Linked DNA regions of Zea mays: region 1 is linked to region 2. The links are chromatin contacts, called in public Hi-C maps. All regions are on one chromosome and are shown on one strand. Each heading gives the region's core, a stretch centred on a gene start, on an enhancer-like site or on the middle of the called end of the contact. The rest is flanking DNA. Distances are from core to core; before and after follow the strand shown.

The links. A called contact is a pair of places that touch in the nucleus more often than the background predicts.
Region 1: a Hi-C map of tassel shows a contact between it and region 2, with 3 times the contacts expected there. The contact joins the promoter of LOC100193443 here to the enhancer-like site in region 2. A contact is called at or near these places in 3 of 25 Hi-C or Micro-C datasets (ear, leaf and tassel).

What each region holds. Positions count from the first base shown.
Region 1 is chr4:62,839,199-62,844,362 of Zm-B73-REFERENCE-NAM-5.0, reverse strand. It overlaps LOC100193443 (calcineurin subunit B), which reads right to left and starts at 2,467. Exons shown (of 6, transcript NM_001138562.3): 1 at 2,271-2,467; 2 at 2,054-2,178; 3 at 1,751-1,847; 4 at 1,541-1,650; 5 at 467-541. The coding sequence starts at 2,340.
Region 2 is chr4:62,482,975-62,487,582 of Zm-B73-REFERENCE-NAM-5.0, reverse strand. No RefSeq gene overlaps it. Among protein-coding and RNA genes, the nearest start is that of LOC103653306, 17 kb to the left of the region's middle. Within about 2 kb of position 1,357, at least 17 of the 20 cell types and tissues checked have an H3K27ac peak or open chromatin away from gene starts, as enhancers often do. A contact at or near this core is called in ear, leaf and tassel, where this site is marked.

The DNA.
Region 1 (5,164 bases), core at 1,218-3,717, 360 kb before region 2:
GAACCTTGTCTGAAAAATGCACATTTGAGATGATGACCGTTACTTGTTCAGACTGTATATATGTTAGTTTGGAAGCCATCAACGTGCATTCGGTAAAAAAAAGTACCAGCCATCCAATATTGAGGTCTTGATTCAGAAAATATTCTGAGCCCTCCTAATGCTTTAACATGTACTTTGTTGACTGTTATATTAATGTTTTAACAGCTTTACAAATAATAAAGCTACTCCAGAGATCTGAAACATGTGTTCCAACACTTAAGTTGCCATAGCACTTGGTGTTGATGTCCGAGTGTAAGGAATAGTATCATAGCTAGATTTAGTTTTGTAACTGACATAAATTTATAAGCAAACTTTAGTAGCTTCTGATACCCAGAAAGCAATATTTTTATGCCCAAAGTAGATTATGGATGGTGATAATATGTTTATGACTGAGTAAATTTATCTGTTAAAGGAGGAACGAGGTTACCTTCATAAAGTCTGGGAGTGTAAAATGTGAATCTTTTGTGTATCCAGCTTCTTCTAACACATGAATCAAGACTTTCTGTAATGCACAATATGTGTCTTCACGTGAGAATAGCCAGAAAAGACTAATGCTAATGTGCACGCACGGGGGACAATACCATAATGACCAAAATGTCTCTTACATTACTATCGCACAAATATGTACAATAATGAATGCCTCTTAAAGCTAATATATACCCAAATTAAGAAATCTTAACTCCAGGAAACTGTATCCTGATGCATTGTGCTAGTAGTGCCTTTTTCTGGGGGAGAAAGAAAGATAAACTCCTTGCAAAAGGCATTATGTTTTACCGAGATAACTTGCCAGCTGAAACTATCTAACAGTTCATGACCACGCAAGAAGTGCAGGTATGAATTACACAACTAAGGCCTGTTTGGAAGCCCTCAGTTTTTAAGAATCTGGTTTATGAAAACTGAGGTGGTTCCAAACATACCAGTTTATGCTCTAGTTTATAGAAACTGGATTTCCAGTTTTTTAAAAAACAAAAAACTAATCTTCCCTAGCTAAAACTAGTTTATGGAAATAGAGGTGGTTCCAAACACCATTAACCAATTTTTTATAAACCAGTTTATGGAAACTAAATTCTTAAAAACTAGGTCGTTTCCAAACAGACCATGTTTGGAAGCGACCTAGTTTTTAAGAATCCAGTTTCTATCTCCCGTTTCTAGAAATTGGTTTATAAAAAAAACTGGTTGGTGGTCTTTGGAAGCACCTCAGCTTTCATAAACTGGTTTTAGCTAGGAGAGGCTAGCTTCTTGGTTTTAAGAAACTAGAAATCCGGTTTTTATAAACTGGGGCATAAACTGGTATATTTGGAACCACCTCAGTTTTCATAAACCAATTTTTAAAAAACTAGGTGCTTCCAAACAGGCCCTAATTAATCACAGACTAAAAGCAATATGTGAAAACATGTGGTATATCCAGTATTTGGAAACTCAAGACGGAAAAGTCAAGATTATTAATTCGTTTTGTTATGTCGTGTGATAACACAAAGAACCAGAAATCCAGAATACAAACCTGTCTCTGTTGCTCTGTCATAAATGAACCTGTCAGATCTCGCAAGATGCTCAAGATGTCATCAAAAGCAACCTTCCCGTTGCAGTCAGTATCATAAACCCTGAAAATAACTGGAGAAAATATAAAAAATCAGACAAAAAAGATTTGAAAGAATTTCCACACTACATATTGACAAATAATATAGAAGTTTAATAAAAATCTAATACCTACATTCAATCTTTTGCTGCAGGCTTGTGCGGGGGCTAAAAGCTGACAAAAATGCTACAAACTCCTTGAAGTTGAGCCCATCCAGCATCCTCAGGAGCCTCTGATATTAGAACAAAGCAACCTTCAATTGCAAATTATCAGGGAACAACACCTCCTTAAGCACACAATTCACATGCTCCAGCCAAAACCCTCAACGTAGCATGGTCTCTACGACTCTAGCCATTAGCATACTCCAAGGATGTTGTCGACAACAGAGGAGAGTGGTTAGTGGCGTGAGGCGAGTTTAGCGGTGGGTGGGGGCCGTACCTGGGAGAGGGGATTTACGGCGAACTCAGGGACCGACATGAACTCGTCAGCGGAGACGAAGCCACCACCGTTACGGTCGAGCTGGCAGAAGCGGTGGTACAGCGATACGATCTCCTGCTGCGAGACTAGCGCCGATAGCCGCGACGGCGAAGCACCAGATTAGATCAGACTAGACCAGATCAGGGGAGCGAATTAGGTGTCAGAGTTAGCGACTGACATGCGTGGTTACAATGGTCCTGGACCTCCTCGATATCGTATTGGGTGAGCATAGAGGAAGTGCTCCCCATCTCGGCCGGACCGCAGGCGGCGGCGGATATCGCCGGAGCAGGAAGAAGCGATGATTCTGGTCGGGACGGAGAGGACGAGGCGTGATGGAATTCCCAATCTGGACGTGACATAAGAAATTGAACCATTGGAGTTTTTGAACATGGGCCGATACCGTGACCCAAATCGATGTGCCATGGGCCGTATTATTCGAGAAAAGGTTTGAACGGGCTGCGTAATAAGGCCATATACATCATGGAGCGCTTAAACTGTCCGCAATTGTTCCCCTAAATTTATCTAATATTTCATTTTTCTCGTCAAGATTCCTTCCCTATATTCCTACCTCTTGTAATGGTTATAAAATTATTTTTTATCTCAACTACCATAGTTGTCGTCCTTCTTATTTTTCCTTTTAATTCAACAGAAACAAATATTTTGCTCCTTTTCGTGGCTACAAGTTGGTATGTAATTGTAATTTTTTTTAATGTTGTCAATAGGTTTCTATACAAAATAAATTAGTACTTTTGAGTATTGATAAAAAGAAGTTTTTGACATGAAGTAGGCCATGCACACGGAATACTTTGGTTTAGGGTTAGCCATGACAAATTTGATGGGTTTACAGTTTAGAATTGTGTACAAAAGAGTAGTTTTAATAATGAACTGAGACCTCTGCAAATAAGGTCGCCCCCTGTCAGCTACCATGATTAGTGCCAAAAACTCCTTCCCATAGATAGACAACTGCTTATTCTTCACTCCCAAATCTTTACTCAAAAAAGCTAATGGTCTATCCTCTTGCATCAAAATAGCTCATATCCCTTCATCGCATGCATCAGTTTCTACCACAAGACCCACATCAAACCGAGGCAAAGCAAGTACAAGGGTCTGAGTCATGGCTTGCTTCAAACTTACAAAGGCTTGTTGGGCTTCTTCAATCTAGTGTCATACTTTCTTGCCTTCGAGTAATCTGGTTAGAGGCTTTGCCAAAGTACCAAAATGCCTAACAAACTTCCTATAATATCCCATCAGGCACACCCCTCCCCAACTCTGTAACAAAGGTAGGGACTAGACATCTCCCCATTGCTTCTGTTTTAGAAGGGTCAGTAGCCAACCTTCCTTGGAAATAATGTGGCCCAAATATTGCAACTCTACCTTAGCAAAGGCACACTTCTTGAGATAAAACTGATGTTGCCTCAAAATGGTGAACACTCGCCTCAAATGGTGTAAATGGTCTTGAAATCTGGGACTATTCACCAAGATATCATCTATAAACACCATTATAAACTTTCTAAGGCATGGTTCCAAAATCGAGTTCATGGCACATTGAAAAGTTGCTGGGGCATTAGTAAGCCCAAAAGGCATTACTCGAAACTGGTAGTGCCCATGATGGGTTTTAAAAGCTGTTTTTAGTTCATCCTTCTCACCCAGCCTGATCTGATGGTACCCAGCTGTCATATCAGGGATAGAGAAATATTATGTTCATGCTAGCTCATCCAAGATTTAACCCACCAAAGTCATAGGAAATCAGTTCTTTATAGTCATGTCATTCAATTTTCGATAATCCACATAAAATTTCCAAGTCCCATCCTTATTTTGAACCAAAAGAACATGTAAGCCAAAAGGACTAACACTTGGAAGAATAAGTCTAGCTTGCAATAGCTCTGCCACTTGCCTTTCAATCTCGGTTTTATGCAAAGGAGAGTATCTGCAAAGTCTTGTATTAACTGGCACAGACCCTGGTAGCAAAGGTATATAATGATCAAATAATCTTGGAGGTGGTAGAGCAGCTGAAAGGGAAATAGGGTTAACCTTTTCCCACAATTAATTTTGGTGGTTGAATGCTCAACACAAATATATGGACTAACTAGTTTGCTCTAGAGTACATGTTCTACAGGTGCATAAAGGTTCAACACAAACCAATAAATATTCAAATTAGGGATCAAAATCAAAGGAGCAAAAGAAACCAAGTGTGTTGTGGTCTGGCGCACCGGACTATCCGGTGTGCCACCGGACAGTGTCCGGTGCACCAGGACCGTATTGTGTCCAACCAGCCACTCTCGGGTTTCCGCAGGCGCACTCCGCTATAATTCACCGGACTGTCCGGTGCACCAGCGGAGCAACGGCTAATTTGCGCAACGGTCGATTGCAAAAGCTGCTGACAGAGGAACAGTGCGTGCAGAGTCAGAGCCGCAGATTCAGAGGCGCACGGAACAGCGAACAAGACCTGTCCGGTGGCACCGGACTGTCCGGTGCCGCAAGGAGACAAAGCTCCAACGATCGACTTCACTCTGAACCCTAACGGTTGGGTGACGTGGCGGCGCATCGGACAGTGAACAGGATCTGTCCGGTGGCGCACCTGATTATCCGGTGCACCCATCGCTAGCAGCCTTCCCCAACGGCTTCTTGGTGGTTGAGGGCTATAAATAACCCCAACCACCACAACTCCAAGCATCCAAGTCTTCTGAAGTTTTCATTCAATACAAGAGCTAGTGCATTCACTCCTAGAGACAAATCAAAAGATCAAAGCCTCTCCAAGTCCCAAATTCATTCCAACAACCTAGTGACTTGAGAGAGAGTGTGTTCGTGTTCATTTGCGCTCTTGTTGTTTGGATCGCTTTCTTCCTTCCTCATTCTTGTTCCTAAGAGACTTGTAATCAAAGCAAGATACACCTAAGTGTGTGGTCGTCCTTGTGGGGTCTAAGTGACCCATTTGATTAAGGAGAAAGCTCACTCAGTCTAAGTGACCGTTTGAGAGAGGGAAAGGGTTGAAAGAGACCCGGTCTTTGTGACCACCTCAACGGGGATTAGGTTCTTTGGAACCGAACATTGGTAAAACAAATCACCGTGTTC
Region 2 (4,608 bases), core at 108-2,607:
CGCGTCCGTCAACGGTCATATCAAAACCCCCCGCGGAACCACTTCGAGTGAGGGCAGCGTCTCCACCATCTAGTGACGTCTTCGACACCAGATGACTCAGTCGAACTGGTCCCTCGGAGGGAAAATGTTGGGGCGAAGGCGAAGACGCTACCCTTCGCTCCAGGCCTTCGTCAACTCGCTGCACCGACAGAGGCAAGATGACCGGCACGGCCCACCCTTCGTCCTCTTCACTGCAAGACGAAGGCCTACGACGAAGTCTCTCCATCCCACGTCCTCACCCGACCTGGAGGCCCACGTGGGATTCGGCCCATTGTAACAGGCCCCGCATGGACAGGTGTGTTACGAGCCGGATTTGTAATAGCTTTTCTGTAATGACAGTCTGTAACCCTCCCTTATGGGAATATTCTGGGGATAATCCAGGTGTCTGAGGGCATAAGCGTCCTTACATCGGGATGTTGGGCGCTCGGGCACCTATAAATACCCCCGTACAGTGCCCTTGAGAGGCTAGATTAACAGAGCAATTGCCATCTCGAGTTAAACCTTACTTGCATCCTTTCCACTCCCCCGTTAGATCAACTTGCCCAGGAGAGCAAGTCCCAACACTTGGCAAACTCTTGGTTCTACTTGATATCGAGTTGGGCGCAGATAGTTAAGGGAAAGAAGTCGTATGGGTTAGGGAAGACCTCTGTCGGACTCGTATCTGCATTGGACTCAGTCGGTCGAGTTGTGCCAGGACAGGATTTGTCTAGAACGGTGTTGGAGTTGAGTTTGCTCTCGCCGACATGGTGCAGTATGGGTGGGAGGAAGGGGATGACAAGGGTTTCCCACTCGCCAGCCAACTGTGAGGGAGAACCGTGCATGAGTGAGTTCTGACACATAGGGCCAGACTGCCAATGTGTCACCGGGAGAGGACGCCGGCGCCGTTGTGCTAATTGGGCTGAAAGCTAGTGGGCCGAGTTCAGTCTTTGTTCCAATTCCTTTCTATTTTTTTTGCAGATTTAAATTCTAAAGGCTAAATTAATAAATCAAATCAAATTATAACCAAATAAATTGGGACTTAATTCACACAAAACAAATGCAATGGCATAAACGCATCACTTAAGTTTGAGCATATGATTTTATATATTTTAATTCTAGAAGATAATCAATATCTTTCCTATAAATTAATTAAAAGACATATAAATTAAAATAGTTTTTTTAGATTTAAAAATTAGGGTGTTATTACCCAATGCAGAATGCAGAGGTTCAATCGCTCGGATGTTTCCTGTTTATTGTCTCTAGCCCACTGGTGTGGGCCATGTGGCGGCCCAGCAAAAGGGAGAGGTCCGGTCGCGTCTGCCTTCATCGTGGCCTGGATCAGGACTCAGTATCCGTTCGATGGTTTATTCAGCCCGTTTGATCGGGGACCGCACGCACAGGCCGGAGCAGGATCCCGGGCGATTCCAGATCCCACCCGCCAGCCACACGATATTTGTCATTATTATCGCCCCGAATCCGCGGATAAGACCCAGCCAGCGCGGCCGGCCGCCGTCTTCCTGGTTTCCTTTCGCAATCGGCATGCACATCAGCACATGCACGCACCCCACCGTCCATGCCGATAAAGCAGCAGCGCCTTGCGGCAACCCACTGGGCCGTGGTGCTATAGTCCGAGATCCAATTGGAGCCACAGATTCCTGATCCGCTTGCTTGATTGCTCCTCGCCGAATAGTGACGCGACCGATGTTATTTTCTACTTCAAATGGTGTGAATGACGTGACCGGCGACGGCGACGGCGACCGGTCCATTTCATCCGTGTTTCCAGATATTTTCCAGACACACATTTACCCCCTTATATTTTCCAAACACGCCAAGCTTCTCACGGACCTCATCGTATGGTCCAAACCTCGCAACTAATAGTTAACAACTAAAATTAGTTAAGAGGTTTAGAATAAGTCCATCAATAGACCATGTAATTATTAACTACACCTCTCAAATATTTATTGGTTGTTAGTTGCTCTAACCTAGCTAAAACTAGATAGCAACTTACTAGCTGATCAATAATTAGCTCTAGAGGTTTAGAACATGATCTAAATATATGTTTGAGGGTTAACAAACTTGTACTCTCCTATAATAATAATAGATAATAAAGCAAGAGTTTGTATAAATAATTCTCTTGTCTTTTTTTATTTGTGCCGTGACAAAACGAGAACGAAGAATGAGTCTTCTATATATCTTTCTCGCGCCTTCGTTGCTGATGATAGGATTCGAGGTTCACATTTATGATCTACCATGATGTTATGGTCCAACAAGTCATTAACATGATCCTATTCAACATTGTTGCATATCTGATCTACATCAGCTCTCTATATCAAAGACGGCAGGTCGCCGGACCTTATCAAATTGTCCTATGTGACAGGTTATTCCTTCGTCCGTTGAATCAAAAAAGCATGGCATATCATTCTTGATCTACTTTAAACCCATAATTTAGTGGCAACGACTCCTATGCAAGCAGTCATTCTGTGCAAGCATGCAAGCAAACCATCTGATCCATTAGATCGTGATCTAATCGTGGGTCACATTTGACACTTAAACCCTTCCACCACCAGCTCAATAATCTTTATAAAAAAAACCCCTAACAAACCATGGTCGTATTTGTGGTTGGATCGTAATCTAATGGATCAGATGGTTTGCTTGCACGCTTGCACAGAAAGACTGCTTGTATAGCAGTCGTTGCCTAATTTAGTAGATATGTTTAATCTAGATTGAATTCTTACGGTTAGATATATACTGTAGATTAATTTTTTATGGTTAGATATGTTTAATCTAGATTGAATCAAAAAAGCATGGCATATCATGCAAGTTGTATTTGAAAATTCTATTGTCCGATGCATGTTGTAGATTAATTTTTATGGTTAGATGCATGTTGTACATTGATTTTTTATGGTGAGATGTATTGCATATTGATTTGGCGGTCATGTGTTATCGTGTCGCCGCCATCAGTGTCGGTTGCATAGGTAGCCACACTCATCGCTAGGACATGCAAGCCATAGTGGCTATGGCGTGCATGCCTGTCATGTTGGGCCACGTACCTGATGGGATGTAACTGCTAGCCCCGCTGCCACACCCAATTTTAAAAGACAAACCGAATGCGAACTATATATGTGTCAGAATTCAAATCACGTACATGTTGGATACTTGATTTCAATCCCCCTAAAGGTATCAAATATCAAGGCAACACAAGTTAAGTATGTGAGCGTTCGTCCTTGATTTAACACTTCTTCGAAGTGTTAGCGTGAAGGACGAAAGTCTTTGAAAGGAGATGTGAAAGAAACAAAATAAAATGAAATGATAATGTAGAACACAGTATGAAACTCATCTTATTTGCCTTAGCATTTCTACTCCATCTTCCTTTATATCAGATGAGTTTATAAGCATACCTTTGGCTCTTTAACACAAGGTGGCATGAAGGTTCTTCGAAGGCTAAGCAACACGAAGCTATGGTCCTCAAAGAGGTGAATTTATGCAGGACACTGTTCACCTATTTATAGGGGAGAGGTATAGCTTTGTGCAAAATTACAAGCATGCCCATGATGTTTACATACACGATTTATGAATATAATAAGGGCATTATTGTCTTTTCTCTTTCGTTCTTGTTGTACAAGCCTTAGACTTCTTCTTCCTCGTTATTTCTCGTTTGAAGCTCTCTTCATGCCAAGGCTGTCAGCTTTAGACTGCATCTTCGCCGCACTCGTATAATAAACAGAGCTTCTTTGCATGCTGCTTCGGCTTTTCTTGACAGACCTTTGTTCGCATGCTAGCTTCATTCATCGATAGTATTGTACCTGAAACACACTTGTTTACACTGATTGATGGTTAAATTAGGACCTTTGGCGGAATAGGCCCCCTAAGAGTAGCCCCTTACGGAGTGAGTTTGTTTGTTCATAACGAGCTTATATCTCAAAAACAAAATTAGGAGGCCTTGCACCGAAGGCCCGAAAAACACCTTCCCGAAGCTCGTTATGAAGTGAGTTTACTCTGATTGGTGGGGTCCAGGTTTCAGTGAGTACAACGGTTAAATTCAAAAATTTGTAGATATAAAAAAACGACGCCCGACTGTGTTGACATGACATTTGATGTTTGTGCTTGTTGCTGTTAAACACCTTCCCGAAGCTGGCTTCAGATGTTTTTCCACCTTCAAACCAGCCTTAGCCAGTTGAAAACACACTTTTTCATTAGAAATGGCTGGAGAGCAGTCTATTGCTAAGGTGTCTTTGGCGCCTTCATCAGATGCACTAGATACAAGGGTTGTGAACTTGCCTAAAGCAGTAGAGGCCATCGCCTCTGAGGCCGAAGCTGGCGCCATGGATCCATCCGAGGATGGCGACAATATTGATATTGAGGAAGACAACGCTACCATTCGTCCTACGAAGCCAAGTCATATGAACTTTGGTAAATCAAAGATCAAGGGATGACACATTAAGGTACTTAATCGATTCAGTTACAGTGGCAACATTGATTGGGTTCAACTAGGAGGCGATGACTTAGTGTCGAAGCCGAAAGAAGACGAAATTGTTGTGTTCCGAAGCTTCCTAAAAGCTAGGCTTAGATTTCCCTTGCATAAGACGGTAG